Regions from separate parts of the Rattus norvegicus genome. Here region 1 is linked to region 2. Evidence: chromatin contacts called from public Hi-C data. All regions are on one chromosome and are shown on one strand. Each heading gives the region's core, a stretch centred on a gene start, on an enhancer-like site or on the middle of the called end of the contact. The rest is flanking DNA. Distances are from core to core; before and after follow the strand shown. Region 1 overlaps LOC134485588 (histidine-rich glycoprotein-like). Region 2 holds the start of Pik3r1 (phosphoinositide-3-kinase regulatory subunit 1).

Region 1 (6,326 bases), core at 1,136-3,635, 40 kb before region 2:
GAGAGCTCAGCTGAAAGCTATAAACTCCTTTACAAAGACCAGCTGAGTCTGTTGGCTTCAGCATCTGAGGTGTTTTTTTTTTTTCACTGATAAATAGGGGGCTTTTTGTTTTTGTCTCTTGGGGTGTAACAGGGGGAGAAGAGGTGCAACTGAGTAAAAATCAGGTTTGTCTTTACAATTAGGCTTAGTCTGTCAATCAATGGAGAAATAATGTGCAAACGTAGAAAAATCCCCTAAAAGGTGGACTTCCATTTAATTAATACCTTTAAATAATACTGTGCGCGAAAAACTAAACCATGTTTGACCTTTGTTCTTTCAAGCTGGCCATTCTCATCTTCATTGCATACTGTCGATTGTAAATGGTTTTGTCTGATGGAACGCCACATTAATGCAATTCAAAATGACCGGTAAAAAACAAATCTGAAGGTACAGGCGGTTGGTCTCGTCCCATAAACACTTGCATGAGTTAAGGAACAGTTTACTGTCACCCTTGTCTCTCTCCAACTGTGGTCACTGTATGTCTGAGCTCTGTCCCTACCGTTACGGGAGAAGATGAGGGAGACAGAAGAGGGAGAGAGGAAGGGAAGGCAATAACTAATTTACTTCCTATGGCTTGAGATGAGTCACCACTTAAATATGTCAAAAGACTTTATCCCTTTTATTTATTGTATCGTTTTACACATTAACGGCTAGACATTTATTGAAACAATGTAAAATGTAAATTTAGGTTTGAGAAAACCCAACTGAGTCCTTATTAAAAGAAGATCTTAAAAAAAAAAAAGGTTTCTCTTTTGAATATACTTTCCATTTTTGCCACATATCTTTAAAGCTCACAGCTTATAAAGTCAGCGTTATTCTCAAGTACGTTTGCAAAACTCTCGTTTCTCTTACATTAAAGGAGTCAGTTGTTAGCTTTAGCCTCCAGTCACACAAGCACTCCAAAGTTTCTAGAAAGTAGTTTCAGCAAACATCAGGACTACAGTCTCTCTGGGTGCTGTGAGTTCTCTCTTTTCCCTTGTCTTCTGTTGGGGCTCCCCACCTCCCAGCCCCCGCCCCACCCACCAGGCTCGCCACTTGTCACACAGCCTTTTCTCCTGTCTGTGCTGAGCCTTCTCTGTCTTCAGGGGAGCCCTCACTGTCTTGAGCTGAGCCCTCTCTGTCCCAGGCTGAGCTTTTATCCCACTTCCCTCTGCTCTCAGAAGTGAAACAGAACATCGTGTTCCCAAGCTACCCAGCACACAGGCCTCAGGATGCTGCCAAGTTCACAGCTGACCAATTGGCCTACTTTGGAGGACTTGCATTTATAAAATTTACAACCTTTCTTTCCACTACCCATCCTCACCCTCGTCCCCGTGAGCGCAATAAAGACTGTGTCAAATGCACTGATAAATCAAGAGCCCTTTGGTTTTGTTGCAACAAAACGGGCAGGCAGTTCTTTTCCTCTTCCGTGGCTTCCAGCCCTGCCAGTCACTCCAGAGTAAACGGAAAACATTGGCTGATGTGGTACGCAGAGACATTTGGAAGCAGCTGCCTCTGAATTCGTTAATTCATTTCTAAAGAAATATGCTGATGAGATGATATGCTCTTCAATCAGGGCAGGGGGCTGTCCATCTTTTAATTTCTTTCCAAAAACAGTTTCAGGCAAACTGGCCCTCTTCCCATTTAGAAGACAGGCTTGTGTCTGCCTTTTCCACCGAGGTCGGGATAGGCAGCTTTGGGAGACCTAAGTGCTTTGAGCATCCTTGTTTGGCTTTTCAGTAGATTCAAGACCAAGTAGGAATGAGAATTTAATAGCGTTGCTTTCCTTTGGTTTGGTTTGAGTTTTTGCCGTTTTTAAGAAGATAAAGGAATTGTTTCCTCTTGGAGCCAGTGGTTTCTTATTAATTATTCATCCGGTTCTGCTCATTAAAATCTATTTTTCTCTTAAGGGCAGACCCAGGTTTTCATGAAGCTGGTAAAACATGGCACCTTTGTTATGACCAAGGATGTAGATGTCTATTTCAAAATGAATAGGAAAGTCACAACTTCTTACAAATAGTAAGAGGCACCGAGAAGATGGCACAAACAATATCTTTGCATTGAGTAACAGGTGTTGCTTTTATTACAGTTTAACTGCTTGACTCACTTTTAATTTTTTTTTTTTTTTTTTTGTAATTCGTACTCTTCTGTTCCTTCATGGCAAGAACTGTATAGTATCTGCCTTTCGTCTGGCAAGCTAGATGAATTTATTTATTTATTTATTTATTTTTATTTATTTATTAATTATTTGGTTATTGGTGGATTAGAAAAGGTCCTTTGCCTTCAGAGCTCACTAGTCACAGCACAGCTGAGAGAGTCTCCTACTCCAGGGTGCTTCACTAGAAAGGTCCCTTTGATCTCTCTGGGCAGAGCTCCAGACACCCTTTGGCCATAACTTCAGTGACTGGCCTGGTCCTGTTGGGTGACCTCGGTGGGAGAACAGGGCACAAAACATTTGTGGCAGAACCTGGGTCTGGAGGGCCTTGGCAGAGGGATACCCATCTCACTCCAAGCCTTCTTTGTTGGTGCCAAAATTGGATTCCAGACTCTTGGGCAGGCAGAACATGGTACAGGGAAGAAAACTGCACGGAGTTCTGGGAGAGCACATCTGCCCTGCTCATGCTGTCCCTAAGTGGGAATGGGCTCTTAATATCCATTCTCCTCACCCAGGCACTGACAAGGACACACAGAACCCAGAATGGAGGTAGAGTGAGAGGCTTAGAGCTATTAAATACCACAAAATTCTCCTCCTTCAGTGATGGCCATAGAGTAGATGTTTCTGAAACTGAACATGGAGTGGAATTCTCTAGATGAAATGCCTCCTATTTAACCGGAAAAGTTTAAGTTTCATAGAAGAAGACAATGATTTTTATCTTCCTGTTTTGCTATTAAATTCTCACCATTTGAACAAGTAACAAGTCTTCCTCTGAGTGTGTCTCTGTGTGAGGAGGGGACCAAAATTAGTTAACAATGTGTTTGTTTTCCAGGGTTAAAACAGGGGGCAGGGGGACTAACAGAAAGCCACTAACTGTTGTTCACTTTGTGTCTTCATCCGTTCTAGAGATGCTTGCTTTTTACATCATCCAAGCCCCTCTCCATTGGGGTAGGACAACAAAGCAGAGTTTAAGCATTCAATCACTTGGCATCCATACTCCATTACTGCACAGATAGTCAAATGTCAAGGCCTTTAGCCTGGGATTCTTCTAGTTGGGGTGTAGCGGCTGAACTTTTTCAGAGTCAAAAAGGTTTTGACCCCCTTTTAAAGCCAAAGTTGATGGTTATTAAGAGAAGAATCTTGGAAATACAAACACATTTTCTTGCTTCCAGAGAAGGCTGAGATGATCCTTTTTTGACCCATGAGGAAAAAAGTAACAGCATGGTCAGTATGGGGGTTGTTAACTGTCTGCATGATGTGGTATGGCCGTCTACATTCAGATCTCATGAAATTCATAGATAATACCATGTATTAATGAGTACATGAGCATGTACACGTTTGTGGACACACACACACGAACACACACACACACACACACTCAAATAAAATGTACCAAAATGAAGTTCTCCCTCAAAATAAGTATCTTAGTCTATTTTGACTGGTATATTTTAAACTATCTTAGATGGGGTGACATATTAATAACAGAATATGTGTCTCACAGTTCTGGAAGCCTTAGGTGGACAGTCTGAGACAAAGATAATGACAGATTTAGGTTCTGGTTAAAACCCTTTTCCTGGTCCACAGAGGGAATATCACCGTGCCCTCACAGGGCAAAGAAGACAGAGGCTCATTTTTGAGTCTTTCTTGAGAGCTCCACAATCATGAGGTAATCTCCAGAAGATTCTGCCTCCTACTATCCCCTCAGGTGGGCAAAGTTTTTTAACCTATGCATTTCAGAGGGAGGTAAACATGCAAACCATGGCAATACGTTTTGGGATTTTTTTCCCCATCTGCTGCTCCATCATCTCCTATGTCTAGCAGTGCGATACTTGAGAGTTCTGTCTTTATAACATCTAGAACCGCTGTGTGTGGTGCGAAGGCAAAGTTGGAGAGTCCGATGGTCAAAACCATCTTCTAGGAGGAACTTGATACTGGTCTTGTGCTGAGCACCAAGTGGGAGCTTGAAGAATACTTAAATTGAAGCAGCTCAAAGGCTTTGGCTCTCTTAATCTCTGACTGCCTACACAGGACTGCTAATCTACTCCCTTGTTCTCTTATTCAGTTATCACACATGAGAGAGACCACTGTTCCACATAAAGCCCCTTTCTCAGAGGTGCTTGTTGATAAATGAAACACGGCCCACAAAAAAACACAAAACAAAAAAGAGAAGGGGGAGGAGGAGACGAGAAAAGAAAGAAAGCAAACAAAAGACAATTGGAGGAGCTGATGAAGTTCAGTGGAGAAGGCCAGTGAACACAGAAGACACAGAAGGACCCAGGATTTATTTTTTAGCTCAGGGTTCTACAGGTCAGAAATATCACACGAGTAGCTGGTCTGCTTAGGATCTCACGGTGCTAAAGCGAAGGTGTCAGGCAAGCTGTGCACTCATCTGGAACTGGCATCACATCCCGAGCTCACATGGTTGGGATAGATAGAATCTGCTCCTTGAGATTGTAGGTGTAAGTTCCTTGCTCACTGCTAAGTGTTCTAAGAGCCAAGAAGCTGCCTGCTTGTCCTACGGACCTCCCCATGCCCAATCAAGTAGAGGCCAATCATCTCTCCCTTGTATCCAATCCCTCTCCCCCTTCAAACTCCTTTTGAAATCTCCTTTCAAAAACATTGACCTTTACAGGCCCATCTCACCAAGAGTAATTCCACAGCCATGCCCTTTGATTTGGGCATCTGAGTTACACTGTGCAAAACTCCTTTGCCACATGACAATCTCTGGAGCAGTGGTTCACCGTGTCACTGGCAGAACTCACACTCGGCAGATAAGAATTGTACAAGAGCATCACTGAAGTCAACTTGAAGTTCTGCTCGCTGCACATAGCATGAGCGTTATCCACCGAAGGAGATGATGTATTAAGAGCTATGAGAACTCAGAAGGACAGAAGCAACTATGTCTAGTGGGATAGAATTTGTATGAAACAGTGTTTCTCAACCTTCCTAATGCTGTGACCCTTTAATACAGGTCCTCATGTTGTGGGGATCCCCAACCACAAATTATTTCATTGGTACTTCATAACTGTAATTTTGTTAATGTCATGAATTATAACGTAAACATCTGATGTGCAGGCTATCTGTGACCCCTGTGAAACGGTCATTAGACCTCCCAAGAGGGTAGAAACCCACAGAATGAGAACCTGTGGTTTAAATGAAAGGCAAAATTTGAGTGAATCATAGGAATGAGAGGTTTGGGTACTTTACCACAAAGGTATAGTTTATCTCTATCAGTGTATCCAAAGTCTGAGTGCACAAAGCATTCTACCTCTGGGGAATCCTACCTTAATCATTAATGAGTCAAGCGTGGTAAAAGATCTGTAGGTAATTATTAAGAAATAACTGGATCCTCTAACAGTGACTCACTCTGGTAATGCCCACAGTCAGCTTAGGCAGGAGGATTATCCTGAGTCTGAGGCCAGAGAGAGGGACCGTCTTTCGAAACAAAAGAAAGCCAGGTGTACAGGTCTATTGGTGCCTGCCTTTAATCTAAGTACTCCAAAGGCAGAGGCAGGTGAATCTCTTCGAGTCTGAGGGCAGCCTGATCTACAGAGTGAGTTCCCAGAAAACGATGAAATGAGCCCTGTTTTGAAAAATGAAAAACACAAAACAAACAAAAAAAAAGAGAACGGGGGAGGAGAAGATGAGAAAAGAAAGAAAGCAAACAAAAGACAAACAGAGAGACTGGCTATGGCGGTACATCCCTGTACCCTCAGTGCTGGGAACAGAAGGATTGTGACCGTGAAGCCCATTCCCTGGGACTCCAAGGTAAGGCTCTACCCCAAAACAACAACAACAACAAAAATTGTGCCGATTCAATGTTTATCAGATTCAAGATAGTCATATAATATTATACCTCTTGATTATTATATTCATATTCTACACTGATGAGTGATCTCTTTAAAATACTAAAACCTGAATTTTGTAAAACAGTTTATATATATGCATGCAAGCCCTGGAAGAAGTTATATACACCCAATTGTTGGTTAATAGACTGACTTCTGATGTCCTTACCTGTTGTTTTCTGTGGCTCATTCTACTCAACTTAGCTCATTTTACCCCACTTCTGTCATTCTTATTCATATGTATCAGCATTTGGAAAAATAGATATACATAGGTAGATGAAAGATAGAGGATTGGTAGATGAATGATA
Region 2 (5,833 bases), core at 477-2,976:
TCTAATTGCCATGACTGAATATTCTGACTGAAGCAACTTAGAGGAGAAAACGTTTAACTCGCAGTTCAGAGTAGTCTACCATCGTGGGTAAGTCAAGGCCACCGGAACTTGAATGAGTTGTTCACCTTATGGCCTCGATCAGAAAATGCTTGCATGCATGGTACTCACTTTGCTTTCTTCATTCGTACAGAACAGAATTTCCTGTCCAGGGAGTGATTCTACTCACAGTTAAGATGGATCTCCCTTCACCAATTAGCATAATATTTAGGGAGATTCTATAAAGACTGGGCTGGCTTGAACTTGAGACTATGGCCCCGGCTTCAAAGGACTGGGATTACAGGTGTTTGTCACCACATCCTGAATGGTAGGCCAATTCTTAAATGTGATGTGGGTGGCACACTGCTTTTTTTTTTTTTTTTTTTTTTTTGGTCTTTAATAGATACCAAGGTTAACAGAAACATTAACACCTCAATGGTGTGCTGAGATCTCTGTGGTTAGAATGGGAGTCACTTTTAAACCTGATTGCATTTGCTAAACATAAACTCTGAATTTCATTTTCCCTCCCTCTACTCCCAAAACTCACAGTGATATACTATCAAATTTAGAATTTGGTAATAGACTAAGTACTTGGTTAAGGAAAAGAAGTATTGTCAGAACACTGGAGAATAGATGCGAAAGGGAACTTTTGGGCAAGAAGGGTGGGTGGCTATAGGTTACTGAGCTACAAAATAAGCCATGTTTTGGGAGCAAATCTTTAAAAGTCCATGAGGTTCTGAACGTTTTTATGAGGACAAAACATGGGCTAGCATCTTTTCTTATCAAGGAGAGGTTGAGTCAATATCACTTTTTTTCTTGAGCAGCTTCCATAGTGGTTTCTACTCCAAGGATCTATATTTTTACATTTAAGAAACATGGACTTCATTTGAGCTTCTCCAGCCTATCGGAAGCATGAGAAGGCGGTGGACTGGCTCAATGACCTACATTGGCTCTGCCTTGCAAAGACTGCCAGAGATCATCCGGTGAGTCCTCCTCACAGAACTCTCTTTCTCCTCTAGGTCCCGCCTTGGTTCCTGGAGGCAGCGGTGCCAGGCGGCTGCAGGCTGCGGGCACTCGTTGCTCCAGCTCACCCTTTCACCCCTCCTTCACCCCGGGAGTGCCACGCCGGGTGGCGCGGTTTTTCTGACCACTAGGGAAGCTGGGCAGGCGAGGCCAGGAATTACAGGGCCTCCCCGCTTTGGCGAGCCCTAGTATCTGCATCCTCCTGAAGCCAGCCACTGTGCTCTAGCGGATTCGAAAGAAGCAGGGTCTCGCAGGCAGCAAGTCGGGCCCCAGGGAGGCCTGAACTATTTCCCACCTCTCCCAATCCCCATTTGAACTTCCAGCTTCGGGCCTGGGAGACGCCCCGCAGCCGAGCCAGCCTCCAGCGCGCAGAGTTAGAGCGCTCCGTAGCGGAGGGCGAGCGGTCCAGTCGCCCGGGGCATCCCCGTGCCGGGGGCGGAGGCGAGGGCAGCGGGGGGCGGGGGGCGGGATAGGGTCTGCAGCACGGAGTGTAGCGGCTGGACCCTTGTAGCCCGCCCGGAGACTGGCAGAGGCGGAGGGCGCGGCTCGGGCGCCGGGGGCGGGGTCTCTGGTGCTGATTGGTGCGTATCTGGGGGCGGGGCGTAGGGGCGGGCTCGGGGTGGGGCTGGCGCCAGGCGCTGGAGCTGCGGGCTCAGGGCGAGGAGTAGCTAGCAGCTGGAGCCGAGTTGGAGGAAGCAGCGGCAACGGCAGCGGCAGCAGCGAGGACGGCTGTGCAGCCAAGGAACCGGGACAGCTAAGCAACGGCCGGTCGTAGCTGGATCGAAGGAACCTGGGAGCTGGGAGCTTGAGAGGCCGCTGAAGCCCTGGCCGGGCAGAGGAAGGAAGCGAGCCGACCCGGAGGTAGGCGGCGGCGGCGGGTCCCGGTGTGCCCGGGAGGGGGAAGCGGTGCGAACGCGCACGGCTGCTGCTCTTCCTGTCACAGCAGCCACTTCTGCTGGCGAGCCACTCAAGGGGAAGCGAGCCGGCTGCCAGCTCCTAGTCGCCAGCATCTCCCGGCCACTGGGAAGCCTTCTCGGGCCAGTAACCAGCTTGTATGGTCGCGGCCACCTCCTGCTTTCATTTCCTCCGTGCTACCCCGGGCCGGCTCTGCTAGTCGCCGGGCGCGTTCTGTCCCGGAGTTGCCAGCGGTCGCCGGCTCCCCTCCTCCTCCGTCACCTCGCGCTTCCGAGGGTCTCCGATCGCCCTGCAGGTTTCTGAAGCCGGGAGCGCGCGAGGAGGGCGCCTGGAACGCTGCCTTTGCGTTAGCGCGGCATACCCTCCCAGGCCCGGCAGTCGCAGCCCGGGTCTCCGGCTGGGCTGGGCCACAGTGGTCCCCGGAGCTCGCCCCCAGCCCCCGCCCTCCGAAGTTTGCCTCCCTCCTCTTCCGGGGTGGGGGAAGTGCGCCTCGGGGCGGCCGGTGGCTGGGGCTCTAGCTTGGCGTCTGGCGCCCGCCGGGCTTGGGCAGGTTGCTGGAGGCATAATGAGTGGGATCCTGGCACCGCCCGGAAATCCAGCTTTTCCTAACGCGGGGCGACCCTGGAAGGACCTGCCCAGCAATAAGCTGCCGGCCAGGGAGAACCGGCCCGCGTGCAAGCCGGAGCTAAAATATCTGGGGGAATTGTCTGCAAGCCACTTCCTTCCCAAAGGCAGAAACTGCCCGGCAGATCACGAGACAAAGAGAATAGAAACGCTCTGGCCAGGCACGCATGTACAGAAATGCATTTTGGTAACCAGCTTTCGCGCACAATAACGCAAGGGTGTGAGCGGAGTGGCTGTGACATGTTGAATGCTGTGTGCCGGCACTGGATTCAGGGGAATTCTGCTCCCGGCGCTGGTAATACTGGAAAGGTCTCACTTCCACCGTTAATTCTTGAAGGAGCTGCAGGCTCTATTGGTGTATTGGTGTGAATTTATGCTTTATTTCGGGGTTTGATGATTTTAGGACTTAATTCCCCCCCCCCTTTCTTTCCCTCTCTTTTCCTTTGTCAGACAGTGTGAAATAGGAAAGGATGAAGCAGTTCCGGGTTTTGAGTGTAGCATGAGATTGTCATTTCAGTGAGATCGAGTTTCAAGTTTTAGGTGGTAGGGTTACTCACAAAGCTGATTGACCTAGGCTCTTTGTGCAAGCCTATCTTAATATTTCATTAGCTTGTGTTCCATGTTGAGCACTTGAAAGATGGTAAATTATGAGCTGAGAAAGCTTGTAGTAGGCAGATGGGTTTATTTCTGCCACAGATAGCAGATTCGTAGATTTCTAAAGTAGATATCATTAAGACTTCAGGGCCTTTTGCACAGGTGAGAAGTTCATGCAGCTTTTGTCACTGAGCAAAAGCCCCCCCCCTCTCCCCCCTTCTCTCTTTCCCTCCCTCCCTCTTTCTCTCCCTCCCTCCCTCTCCAGTTGCACACAAGTAGATCATTTTCTTAGGCACACAAGTTGCTTAAACTTTGGAAAACACGTGTTTTTGCTTATTACCAAGAAAATGATCCTGGTTTTTCTTGCACCTCCCGTGGTTGAAAGGCAGGTTTAAATGGGGAGTGGGGGGGGAGAGCTCCTTGCCTTGCAGAAGTTCTGTGCTGGCTGCCTTCCTCTAAGTGCTAAGTGCCTGTTGCAGGCCACGCTACTTTTCCATAGCAATCTGTCAGTTTTTATGATTTGAAGAAAGTTGGATGGAGCTGATGCTGGCTCTCAGGCTGTTGTGGGAGTTTGCTTTTAACTTTCATCTTGCACCGGGACCTGTTCCTAGTTGCATAACACAACGCCACCATGTGCACGCTGTTATCTACTGTTTTATTTGTGTTTTTATGATAGCATTCTGCTTTTTCACATCTGGGATGCGCTGTAGTCATGTTAAAGAAAAAAAACCAGTATTTCACTGCCCACTGACTTGATTTATTGTTTTCTTTAGTGCTTGCTCTTGCTCTCTCTCTCTCTTTCTTCTCTCTCTCTCTCTCTCTCTCTCTGTGTGTGTGTGTGTGTGTGTGTGTGTGTGTGTGTGTGTGTGTGTGTCTTTGGTACATTTCTAGTATAAAGTTAGATTGGGAAAACTGAGCAGTCGAATACATTATGAAAATATGTACTTAGGCTGCTGATGGTGGGTGGTGTGCACGTATCTTTTGGAAATGTTAATTACACCTAACCTGATTGGTACACCCCTTACCCTTTTTTTTTCTTTTATTAAATATATATTAATTGTATACAGCAGTGGGTTCGGGGAACATTTTTATACACGCAATATACATTTTTATACATTTTGTTCATATTCATTCCTCCTTTAGCCTTTTCTTGTCTCTCTTCCCCTCTCAAGCTAACCTCTGAAAAGGCTTCAAGTCTTAAGTTCAAGTTTATTCAACTTACACAGACTTTGAACCCTTAAACGGTTCCTGAGAACACTGTGGGACTTTGAGTTTGTTGTATTGATTGAGATTTCCTTTCTGCCCCCTTTTCCCTAAGTAGTTCAGTAAAGCGTTGTAAAAGGCATTCACTTTGAGAACATTATCCACAGAACTTGCTAAAATAGGAGCAATTCTGGTCCAGATTTTACTGTGTTTGCATTTTTGACTTGCAAAATGTGTTTTATTGGATAAGGAGATAGTGAATGTGAGTCAACTGGGGAAAAAATGGTTTTATGGTCAGGTTGTCTATACAAGCTGAGCCAATGTTTGCATGTGAGCTTTTACTTTTAATCTCTCATGAATAAGGTGTACACATGCAGAAGAAATTAGCTCCTATCAGTCTGTTAGGCATATTAGACAGGTCAAGCACAAAGCCCCCCTTGCATGGTGGGCAGGGTTTTGCTAGCTAAGGCAGGAAAGCAAGCATTCTGATAAAGGCAAGTGATTTCAATAAGAGTATTGGCAAAACCACGACCTCCCTCCCCCCAAAAAAATTTCCATTAGAGAGGAGACAAATGAGACTTTAAAAATTGCAATAAATGAGTGCTTTTGTAAAAAAAGATACAATTTACAGCTGTCTTTAAAAAAAAAAACTGACAGTTGAGTTTGGTGGCACAGGGCTTGAGAGGTGGAGGTGAACAGCTCAAGAGTGCAAAGTCAAGTTCTACTACATCAAGAGTTCAAGACCAGTGTGGACTACGTGAGACACTGCCTACAAACTGAGTGCATAGTCACACATACAATGAATGAGCCCTTCGACTCACAGGTGACTTTCTGGCTTTCGAAGCTTCATCATTTTTTTTGGACACCAAGCTAAATGAACTGAAAGATTGAGCGTGTAAAAACGTATAGCTTGTCCATTTGGCTCATGATGGTCTCCAACTCCCCCCGCCCCCCATTTTCTGGAGAAATGTGTAATACATGTAGTACAAGCTTACTGGAGAGAAAAAATGAGACTGTAAACGTCACTTGGTTCTGCCTCCGTTGTATATCGTAAAGTAAATCAAATATATACCTATAAGCACCTGTAGTCAAAATAGTTCTCAGGTTAATGATCACCTGGGGGAGAGTTGAAGTCATAGCCTGGCCAAAGGGTCAGGAGGCTCTACCAGTGGGTGTTGTTAGAGGAGAGCTGTCCACCCAGCCGTTCAGCCTTTGCCCGGTGCCTTCCTCCTGAAGTGCCTCTGTGGCCTTGACAACTGGGCTTGTCCCAAGAGGAACCAGCGCCTTCATTCTCTGCGGGCATTGCATGACTGTGTTCAGCTTTTCCTCTTTGAGGGCAGCTCCGGGAGCAGCGACGAAACCCAACTGGACAACAGCCTCGTGGCTCCCACCCTGTGCCCTGCCACCAGGCACACTTCTGTCCCCCTCCCACACAACA

The links. A called contact is a pair of places that touch in the nucleus more often than the background predicts.
Region 1: a Hi-C map of kidney shows a contact between it and region 2, with 2.9 times the contacts expected there. The contact joins the enhancer-like site here to the promoter of Pik3r1 in region 2. A contact is called at or near these places in 2 of 12 Hi-C or Micro-C datasets (kidney and liver).

What each region holds. Positions count from the first base shown.
Region 1 is chr2:34,734,175-34,740,500 of GRCr8, reverse strand. All of the region lies in intron 3 of LOC134485588 (histidine-rich glycoprotein-like), which reads left to right. Among named protein-coding and RNA genes, the nearest start is that of Pik3r1, 40 kb to the right of the region's middle. Within about 2 kb of position 2,385, at least 40 of the 93 cell types and tissues checked have an H3K27ac peak or open chromatin away from gene starts, as enhancers often do. A contact at or near this core is called in kidney and liver, where this site is marked.
Region 2 is chr2:34,693,553-34,699,385 of GRCr8, reverse strand. Pik3r1 (phosphoinositide-3-kinase regulatory subunit 1) reads left to right here and starts at 1,726. Exons shown (of 16, transcript NM_013005.2): 1 at 1,726-1,920. LOC134485588 (histidine-rich glycoprotein-like) reads left to right here. Exons shown (of 5, transcript XR_010063724.1): 4 at 1-87; 5 at 191-329.